2 separate regions of the Gossypium hirsutum genome follow, and region 2 is linked to region 1. Evidence: chromatin contacts called from public Hi-C data. All regions are on one chromosome and are shown on one strand. Each heading gives the region's core, a stretch centred on a gene start, on an enhancer-like site or on the middle of the called end of the contact. The rest is flanking DNA. Distances are from core to core; before and after follow the strand shown.

Region 1 (5,252 bases), core at 517-3,016:
ACATCACAAACCAAGAAAGCCTAATTTAAAAGCATGTAGTGACCCATAAAAGAGTAACAAAAAGTAGAGAGGTGCTAGGAGTATGAACACATTTTCCACATTTTCCAATATGATCTTTGCCACAAGTCACCATTTACATTGACATTAAAACATCTCTCAAGTTACTATAATCTCAAGATTACTGCACACTACAAATTCATTTTTCTTGAAAAAGTTCCATTTATACAAAACAAAACTAGAAAGTAAACATGCTTGCTTTTGGAAAACATTTGAAAAGAAAAAAAAAGATGGCATGCAATTACCATGGACGAATGTCACTTCCATTTGCTCGCAATATGTTCTCTCGCAAAGCCAAACCAGTGTTAAGGAACAACAACCATGCCTAATAGAGCATATACTCAGCATTAAACCAATAACAAAGGAACTGACTCTCAAACAAAAACCCTAAGGAATAATTCATAAAATACCTCGTACAACTGAACTGGAAATGCAGGCAAGCATCCTCCCCATATCCACGATCGTAAAATAAGCAAAATTAATGGAAAAAGAATAAACATTAAGGCAGTCCTATCCTGTTGAAGGGAGGTAGAATTTATTAAGAATATATAGTTAAATTTCAAATATCTTCTCTTTTAGCTTATAAAAAAATGATTCACGGATAGATCATGAATCAGAAAAACTTATACTACAACTTTCAGATGTCTAAATATACAATAGTAAGGGGTAACTAAATGCAAAAAAGAGGCTATATGTGAAATTGAGTTGATGCAATAGTGAAATTGAAGGGCATATTGGGATGCCAACAACAAGACAATCAAAGAATCGAATTTTAGAAAAGGAGAGTTATAGTGAAGTAATGCTTACTCTGTAGCTATTATATTCCTCCTTAGCTTTCAACTGGATCTCTTTGCGAGATGCACGAACACTGATTGGTCCCAGAAACATCCTTAGATACCAACCTGCCATTCCCCAATTTCCATTTCATTATTAATCAATTCATAACTCTAATACCAGGAAAATTAAATTACTAAAATTTTAAAAGAAAAAAGAAAGAAAGAAATTATTATACCCTGAGCATTGGCAGGAAGAAAACCAGCAGCGTCTCCATCGGTTATAATACATATCGCTGTCTGTAAATCCTCTTCCAGCTGTTTTCAGATCCAAATTTCAGGATTTGTTTCTTTTTCCAAATTTAAAAATGGAAAATGAAAAACGAAAAAAGAAGATGCAAAGTGGGGAGTTTACCTTGTCTGCAAGTTTGGGATCCAAAAGCTTCTGAGAGAGAACGGTAGTAATGGAGGAACGGAGGTGGCGAATAGAGGAATCGAGAGAATTCGCCTTTAGGCGAAGAGATTGCTCGTCGTTGGATATCATGGATATGAGGCCCGCGCCTGCTTCTTGCAACTCTCTGGCTTGCTCCATCACCTTCCCTACTTCTTCTTCCATTTCATTCGTCGATTCCTCCACATTCTCCATTTTCTACTCCTTGGGTTTTTCCTGATTATTCAAAAAAAAAAATTAAAATGAACGATGGTACCATGAAAGGGAAAGCAAATCAAAGGAAAAGGATTTCTGGTTCTTTTATTACGTGGACCGCGAGTAATTTGTCCCGCATTCCCACGCAACACCATTCAAATTATTATTATTATTATTTTAATTTTATTCGTCATTTTGTCCATTTATTTGAGAAAAATTTTAGCCTAAGAGGGTCCAAGTTGACTAGCAGGCAGCATTGGCAAGAACAACCTTGGCCTTTGTTGGCCTCAATGCCCACTACTAGCCAACGGTCTCTTTCGCCTTTTATTGAGTGAGCTTCATAACCCCACATGGGGGCAGGCAGAGCCCCTAAAGCAAAGGATTTTCATTTCAATGCTTGGCTATCACCCTCTAGCAACTACCTATTATCTGTTGCATGGCCATTGGCATTAGTTGGTCAGTTTGATGTTTAAGCTCAAGGGCTGGAAATCAACAATGGCCAATTCCGATGAATATAACTACAACAAAGGGGATTCCTTGGCCTTACGGGCTATTACAAGCTTCTGTACAAAGAGTTGCTGAAGAAAAACCAATTTGAAAGAACTTACAGAAGCTTTTGTTTAAGCTTTTCTTTCGAATGAACATTTTATTTTCTAAGATCACATTTCCAACAGTGCACCACAGTTCTTTGAATATGCGGTGGCTGCTGCTTTTGAAGAAGACAAACAGGTTTATCTTCTAATCCCTACCTTATCATCTCGCATTGCAATGTATATGATTGATCATTTAATTCAAAAACTGTAGGGGTAGGCTACAGAGAGCCTACTTTTCAATTACTGCAGACAGTGTACATATCTATTTAGCTTAAGACAATGGCAGTATCCGCTAGATTTGTAGTACAAAGAGAATCTGCTTAGTATTACAGTGCATCAATGAAATTATACCATCAATAATTTTAATCAAACCCACCCTTTTACCCTTATCTTGGGTGAAATTTCAGTGATTTTGACTGTTCCCAAGACGAAAAATTGTGACAAATGAAGTGCAGAAAAGAGAGATGATTGAAATCCCAGTTAGAGCTGTTTTTGAGTTGCTTCACCAGTCCAGTATGTTTTGACAGCAACAAGAATCTTCTCTGGATTGAAAGGTCCGCTTTCATGGTCAATTATCTGACTCTTCCATCTCATTCCATCTGTTATACTCTGGATCTTCACAAGCAGCTCCACTGTGTCCCTAAATATAACGGTCCCTTCCGGCCTCAGAATCCGATCCATATCCAGCAAGATGTAAGTGATGTCACACCTTCAATGAAAAATATATAACATCAGTTCAACCACAATTACGAATTACGTGCTCATGATTGAGAATACCACCTCTCATAACATTACCTGTTCTGGTATAAAGTAAACAAGCCACTAGCATGGATGAGATCATATGTTCTTGGATATGTTGAGAATGCCTCACACCAGTCCTGGTAGGTACCAATTAAACCTCGCTCATAAATAACTCCCAAAGTGTCATGGTTTGAATTTACAGGGACCACGTTCATGACCCAAACTGGATAATTTAACATAGCTGTTGCAAATCCCCCAATGTAAGCATTCATGTCCATAATATTCCGATATCGTCCAGTGGGAAGTGGACTAATGATTCGTTTGTAATGTGCTACTCTTTCCTTCCAAAGTTTATTATCCTCTTCGAATCTCTCAGCTGTGATGCCTGGTGTTGAGCCACTCCTAATTCTAGGAGGAACAGCGGATGCTCGCTCTGGCCATTTTTCCATTGCCCCACCAGCAACATCATCTGAGCTGCTTACTTCAGGAAGTGGAGTTACACAAGCTTCCAAATTCCGGTACCTTTTTAGCACAAATGACAAAAGGAAAATGAGACCACAGTGGACAATATGAATAACAGAGTATGTATCAAGGAGGAAACAAGAACATGAAGGACACCAATGAGAGTACCAAGCTGTGTCTGGATCATCTGACTCGCACATGTGCGGTGCTTTCAAGAGCTTCTTACTTCTGAGACACTCAACATGGTTAATGGGCTTTTGCCAAACCGATAGATCATTCTTTTCAATCACTTTCTTCCAGCATAGGCTTTTGGCAACATCTTCAATAGCATCTTGCTCTTGTTTTAAGTCCTCCCGTGTCCTTTCCCAGCCTCTCCAGAACTTCTTCCAGTGAATAGGGGGACCGGAAAGAACCCAATAACCACCAGGCCGTAGAATCCGGTCCACTTCAGCGAGGTACAAACCATCTATACTAATTAAATGAAACCATTAGCTTAACACAACTTTTAAACCTATAAAGCAAGGAGATAGAGGGTAGTAAAACGGTCATTGCACCTTCCTAACAGAGTTAATCTCATTTTTGAAAAAAGACGTGCAGATCCCTTACCATATTTTTGCCAAGGGATCAAGCAGCGAGAACAATGAGCCAAGTCAAAAGCCCTAGCGGGGTATGGAAGCCTCTGTGACCCCATAATTCCAATCATTGCTGGAACTCCACGTTCCAGCGCAAACTGGACCTGTGCTTCGTGCGTATCTCTTGGAGCAAAAGACATTGTCAAGATATTCCTATTCAAGAGGTAAGCACCAAAACTTGCAACCTAACACCAGGGTAAAGAAGAAAATAATTACTAGCAATTGAAGTACCAGTTAATAACATAGACTGAAAGTGGATATGGACTTCGTAATAGAACAGGAGTCGAAAGCAATTGATGATTGTAAAAGATTTATAGCCCAAAATAGACAGCAACAAATTACGAAGCATGGGAAAAGATGCAAGTAAATTGAAAAGGATATTCGTTACTTACCCCACAGCCAGTATCAATTGCTGTTCTAATAGTTCCATCGGTAAGAGGAATGAGCCTGCCAATATCATCGATATATGCATCAGCTCCCCGAGGGAACATGGTACCTCCCCCAGGGAATCTAAAACGATTACCCTCTAATTGAATCCAATTCTGAATAGCCTTCTCAATGCTGAGTTCTCTGTGGGGGATATTGCTGTACCAGGCATAATCTCGGCTCTGAGGCCACTTGAAAGGGGTCTTATATTGTGGAGGAGCAGGTATAAGACAACGGAGAAGTTCTTCCTTCGCGGGACAATGCCGCTCTCTGTATTTCAACATGTTACGATCGAATTTCCTTCCTCTCACTTTATCTTGACAGGGGGTGTACTCACTGAATGACATATCACATGATGGGAACTGATTGACTGTTTTAGAACTGTTAAGCACAACTTGATGATGGCTTGCAAAGTCCAAGTTGGTTGATGATGGATGACCAACTGCAGCATTGCCGTTGTCGGATGTAGTAACATGACTATCACAGCCACCTTTATTGTATGCACTAAATTGAGTAGTGGTGGGGGTAGAAGAACGCTGCCAAGCTCCCAACATATAAAACAATATGCAGAGGAAACTAACCCCTAGAATCCAAGTGAGGCGGTTCCTCTGCACTTCGAGTCGATGATGATGCTTTGGTGATCCACTGTACTCTTTGGCCATCAGGATCAAAGGCAATTATCTCATCACAAGCTGATATACAACAAAGCAAATGTGAAGAGGAAAACATTAGAATTGAAACATTGCAGCAGAACTGAAAACTAATCTTAACTTCTCTTGCACATAAAAGTTGAAAGACAACACAAGTAATTGCAAGGTGGGATTCTAAGAATGCATTGCAATATTCAATTATTTCTATATAAGAGAAAACAAGAACGTCAATTTGACAAAAAATATGGGCACATTGTGTCCAAAGAAATAAG
Region 2 (4,835 bases), core at 446-2,945, 330 kb after region 1:
TGCTCTTTTGACCTCTTATTTTATCTTGCATGCGAATGACTTATTTGAAAATATAAGGTTAAAATTGTCAAATTATCATATTTGAACTTTAAATATTACAAGTAAGGCTTCTTAAAAAAATATTTGTTTATGGTAGCATTCTTTTTCAGAATATATCCTAAAATGCTTAAATATATCGTATCTTATCTTATTTTCAATAATTTGGATGATAATCAAGTCTTTAAACCAAAGGCTTTCATGCCTTCTTAAATTGCAGCAAAAGGGTTGCCGAAAAATTGCATTCCAAGTCATTGATGAAAGGAGCTCAATGTCGCAAAACATAAAGATGAAACAAATATAAGATAACATCCTTATAATCTAAAGTCTGAAAACCAAAGCAGAGCATTATAACACTATGAAACAAGAGATACCGTACCAATCATTCTTCTTCAGCGATCCTGCCCTTCTCGCTAACATAGATACCATCAAGGAACTTTCTAATATCCTTGTTCTTCACATGGCATTTCTGTTCCAATCAAAATTCACATTCATCAAGATAAATACCAAATATCAATCATCTCCAGCTTCAATCTCAGTGTTTAAAAGGGATCGACAGAGGGCCTACCTGGTTTATCAAAGCTGCCGAGCGTGACACAAGTTCGATATCGTTACCATCCAACACGATCTCGTCTTTAACCTTCTCTGATCGAACAATGGATACCCCTTCCAACATATCCACCTTTCGCACCTAATGTTCACCGGTGCAAACGTTAACATAATGTCATTGGAATACAAGGAACTTATCAAACTCTTGAACATGTTTCATATTTGGTTACTTGAACCCTAAAACATGAACAATTTGGTTCAAGATGTAAAAACAATGCCTGCCCATTTCTCTACATCAGTCAATGCAACCAGAACTCCAGAAAATATAAGAATTTTAGGTTGTCAAGTCCTAAGGGTGTTGACATTAAACAAACAAAATATATGAATCAACATATGCTCTTAATGTAGCATTTCAACAGCATCGTACGCTTGAATAGGCCAAAAAGAAAATGAAACAAAAAAAGCCCTAATATATGATAAAAACAATAATAAATGCCTTATTCAAACAAAAAAAAACAAATAAAGGGAATTAAATCAACAGTGTCAATGTGATTTCGATTCAATAAGAGATTAAAAGAACGGAGAGAGAGAGAGAGAGAGAGAGAGAGAGAGAGAAGACCTTCTTCTCGCCAAGGAAATTACGGATCTCGATGGACTTGTTGCCGTTAGTGATGGAGGCGTTGATGGGAAAATGAGCATAAACAAACCTCATCTTGTAACGGTAGCCCTTGGTGACGCCGGTGATGAGATTCTCAACGTGGCTGAGAGCAGTACGGATGGCGGCGCTAGTCTTTCTAGAGCCAAACCAAGCCTCGATCCTGAGCTTGCGTTTGCCGCTCTCCTCGTCCTTGATAAGATGAAAATCGAGGTTGAGGTGCTTGAAGTTACGGATGAGCTTACCCCTGGGACCTTCAACCTCGATCATCTTGGCCTTCACCTTAATATCAACCCCATCAGGGATGTCCATTGTCTCTGAAGAAAGAATGGTCTTCATTTTGCTTGCCTTCTGCTTCCTTCCTCGGTGCGGCTTCGATGGAGGGACTAAGTAGAGTGTAAAAACCCTATAACTTAAAGGCTGTAATGTTATATAATTTATTAGTATAAGGATTCAGTTTTGGGCCGGCTTTAGGGTTAAGAGCAGAAAATAGAGGAGAAAAATAGATTGCTGTGAGAGTCCGGCCCAATTAAAAAGCTTATTTTTCGAGATAATAAGCAATAAATTGAATTAATGTAAACTTGTGTATTTATCAAAAGTTAATTAATTCAGTTGCTCTTTTTTTTTAATCAACAAATTGTCTAAACCAAAATTTACTATTCCATTAATCTCAATAACAAGTAATAACTATTTAAGAATTTCTTCAAACACTTGCATATTTGTACTCCTTTTTGTAGTTAGTTGCTTATTTTTTAATTATATGTAATTTATTATTTCATTTTATTAAATTTTTAATTATGAATAATGACCAATCGATTGAATCTTAATTCGATTGTCATGAATATTGTTGTCTATACAAGAGGACATGTGTTCGAGTGTACTAAAACGAATTATTATCTTGTTTATAGATTAGGGAGGAACTATAAGTAATTTTAAGTATTGTGTTAAGTAGATTTGATCAGAACCTATAATGAAATTATTTAAAAATAATAATAATAATTGTGAATAATGACCAAAATGTATAATAATTTAAGTGTGCAAGGGATAATTTGGCCCGTGCAATTCTCATGTAATTAGTAGCCCTAGAGTAGCTAAAGGCTATCTTTTCCAACCTTACCCAATGTGTAGACAGGGGAAGGCGATAGCCCTGCCTCCACCCCAAAAATGGTAAAATTTTCTTATGATGCGTTCAAAATTTTAATAATTAAAAATTAGTATAATAATAAATTTTCTCTTCACTTCCTCTCTCCTAAAAAAATTATGATTTATCTTTGTCCCAAAGTAATTTTCTAGTTTTGCCCTTGGTCTTACCGTTATTCACTTATTCTGAAAAAAAAAACTCATTTTTTCATTTTTTTTTTGTTACCTCTTCTTATTTAAGCATTAGACAACATTTCAAAGCATAAACTTCCTTGTGGATTTCTTTTTGCCTTATAGGTTTCTTTGCGCATCCAACCTAAGATATAATATATGCCTAGCCTCTTTCTAAAGAAAATATTATTTGGCACATGCAAAGAACCTAATAATTATTGAGTGTGTCTTAAAGTACTATTTAAATTTATTGTCATTTGAAGCTGCAGGTGTGCAGTTGTTGTTAAGTTATAATACAATAGATACTTGGATGAAAGTATTCTAATAATCAAATCCAAAAGAAAATAATTTACTTCAAATTTAGGTTTTGAATACTTATAATTATTAACCTAAATTACTAATCTAATTAAATTCATGATTATGAACAGACCGACTTAAAGGAATTTTATTCTAATTACTAAAAAAACAAAGCAAAATTGTTTAAACTACTGAACTAAAACAATCTCAATTAAAAACTTTCCTCTCAAGTGTAAAATGTAGTGGTTGATTAGTTTAATTAGAAACTAATGATTAGGCTTAGTCAAATTGATCAGGAATTATCCATTGTTAACTTTAGATACTCACGATCTCTCGACTCACCTCGGATTCTAAAATTCGCCACCAAACCTCAACTCTTGCATATTAGCCAATTGCTTATAGGGTCTCTCAACTCCTAGTAGTTAACAAGTTCGATTGATCTAGTATATTAAAGCCAGATTTCTCATTTGGAAGATTGACATGTTTGTCCGGTTGCATAGGTTCAACAACTTGGACAGGTTCAGTAGCTTTGGGCGATTGGGCAGCTTGAGTGGCTCAGCCACAAGGCGGTGGATACTTCGCCTGTCAGGTTGGACGACTTCGTCAGGTTCAACACACGCTTGCATATTCCTCTTCCAACGACTTAATAATACCCATTTTTCAGAAGTTGATGATGCTCTCCTGACTAATATAAATGTGGTTCATCGTGGGCCTTAAACCAATTGTAATAAGGTTAAATGGTGCAAAATTACCATTATTGATCAAAGCATAATTGGTTGGATGTTAACATTCTCATCAGGAATAATTATCTAATTGCACTCTTTCTTAAAATGCAAATAAAAAATAAGATAGGTATTGAAGTTGGTTAGATCTAATAGAATTTCTTTGATTATGCAAATAAAATATAATCACTTTGATTCTAATAAATGACGGATAAGCATAAAAGTAGTGTGCACATGTTAAAAACTTGGTTATGCATACTTACATCCACTAGTAGTATGCCAGAAATCTTTGGATCTTGGTACATCCAAAAAAGCTACAAAAAATTAATTAATATAATGTAATATAATTCTTCGAATAAGTTATATGGTCACAATTATTATTTCTCTTAATTTTTTTTAGATATAAACATTTATATTGTCATATATTTTATAGCATTTGCTTATGTTTTTTTTAATAAGAATAAAAAGTTGAATAAAAGAGATACGTGTTTTTGGTATCATACGTACAATTACAAAATCATAAGGTAATCATTTATTCATTATTTTTTTTTATTTTGATGACTTACATAGCTTTTTATAAATATATCAAATTCTTTGATCTCCTTTGATCTCCATTTATATGATTGATTGAGAATTAATTTAATGGGAGATAAATAATGAATTGTTTTATTAATTTTTTTTTTTTAGATTTTATTAACTAGAGTATGTAAACTCTAGCATGTGAAAGAATCTCATCTTGAGTTACATGTTGTGGACTACGTTGAAGCGCCTCCTATACCAAGTAAATTTTTAATCGATTTCCTATCATAATAAGGCGCCAATTACTCGAACTAGCTTGTGAAAACCCTAAACCTAGCTGGTTTTTTTTTTTTAGATCGAACCTGATTGCAGGATAGACAAATGAAGAAATCCTACCTTGATAGAAATGAAGAAAAAATTGTTGTAGGAGAACCCCACAATTACTCGAATCTATATTTGTTTCGATAATCATAAATTTATGGAACCATTAAATAAAAGAATGTAATTGTTTAAACTATAAATAATTTATTTTGATAGAAAAACGATAAATTGAATTTAGGGTTCATTTATTTACATGTAAAATATTTTATGGAAAATGCTTTTTGCATTTTTCTGTATTTGTTTCGTAGAAAACTGCCTGGTCAACGGAAAATGACTTATAGGTTAAGATAAAATAAGCTATTTTTCCTGTAAAATGATTTGCCATTTTGAAATAAGTAAGTTATTTTCCGGAAAAGATTTTCTCT

What was found. Hi-C and Micro-C count contacts between places; a contact is called where the count stands out from the background.
Region 2: a Hi-C map of leaf shows a contact between it and region 1, with 5 times the contacts expected there. The contact joins the promoter of LOC107944720 here to the promoter of LOC107951386 in region 1. A contact is called at or near these places in 13 of 34 Hi-C or Micro-C datasets (anther, callus, hypocotyl and 2 more).

What each region holds. Positions count from the first base shown.
Region 1 is chrA02:41,577,270-41,582,521 of Gossypium_hirsutum_v2.1, forward strand. It overlaps LOC107951386 (transmembrane protein 120 homolog), which reads right to left and starts at 1,767. Exons shown (of 11, transcript XM_016886433.2): 1 at 1,589-1,767; 2 at 1,246-1,497; 3 at 1,070-1,148; 4 at 865-959; 5 at 468-572; 6 at 303-382. The coding sequence starts at 1,476. It overlaps LOC107951385 (probable methyltransferase PMT18), which reads right to left. Exons shown (of 7, transcript XM_016886427.2): 3 at 4,297-5,022; 4 at 3,879-4,089; 5 at 3,441-3,738; 6 at 2,865-3,332; 7 at 2,262-2,778. The coding sequence starts at 4,992. The coding sequence ends at 2,550.
Region 2 is chrA02:41,911,105-41,915,939 of Gossypium_hirsutum_v2.1, forward strand. LOC107944720 (60S ribosomal protein L9) reads right to left here and starts at 1,696. Exons shown (of 3, transcript XM_016878547.2): 1 at 1,205-1,696; 2 at 605-727; 3 at 265-505. The coding sequence starts at 1,579. The coding sequence ends at 419.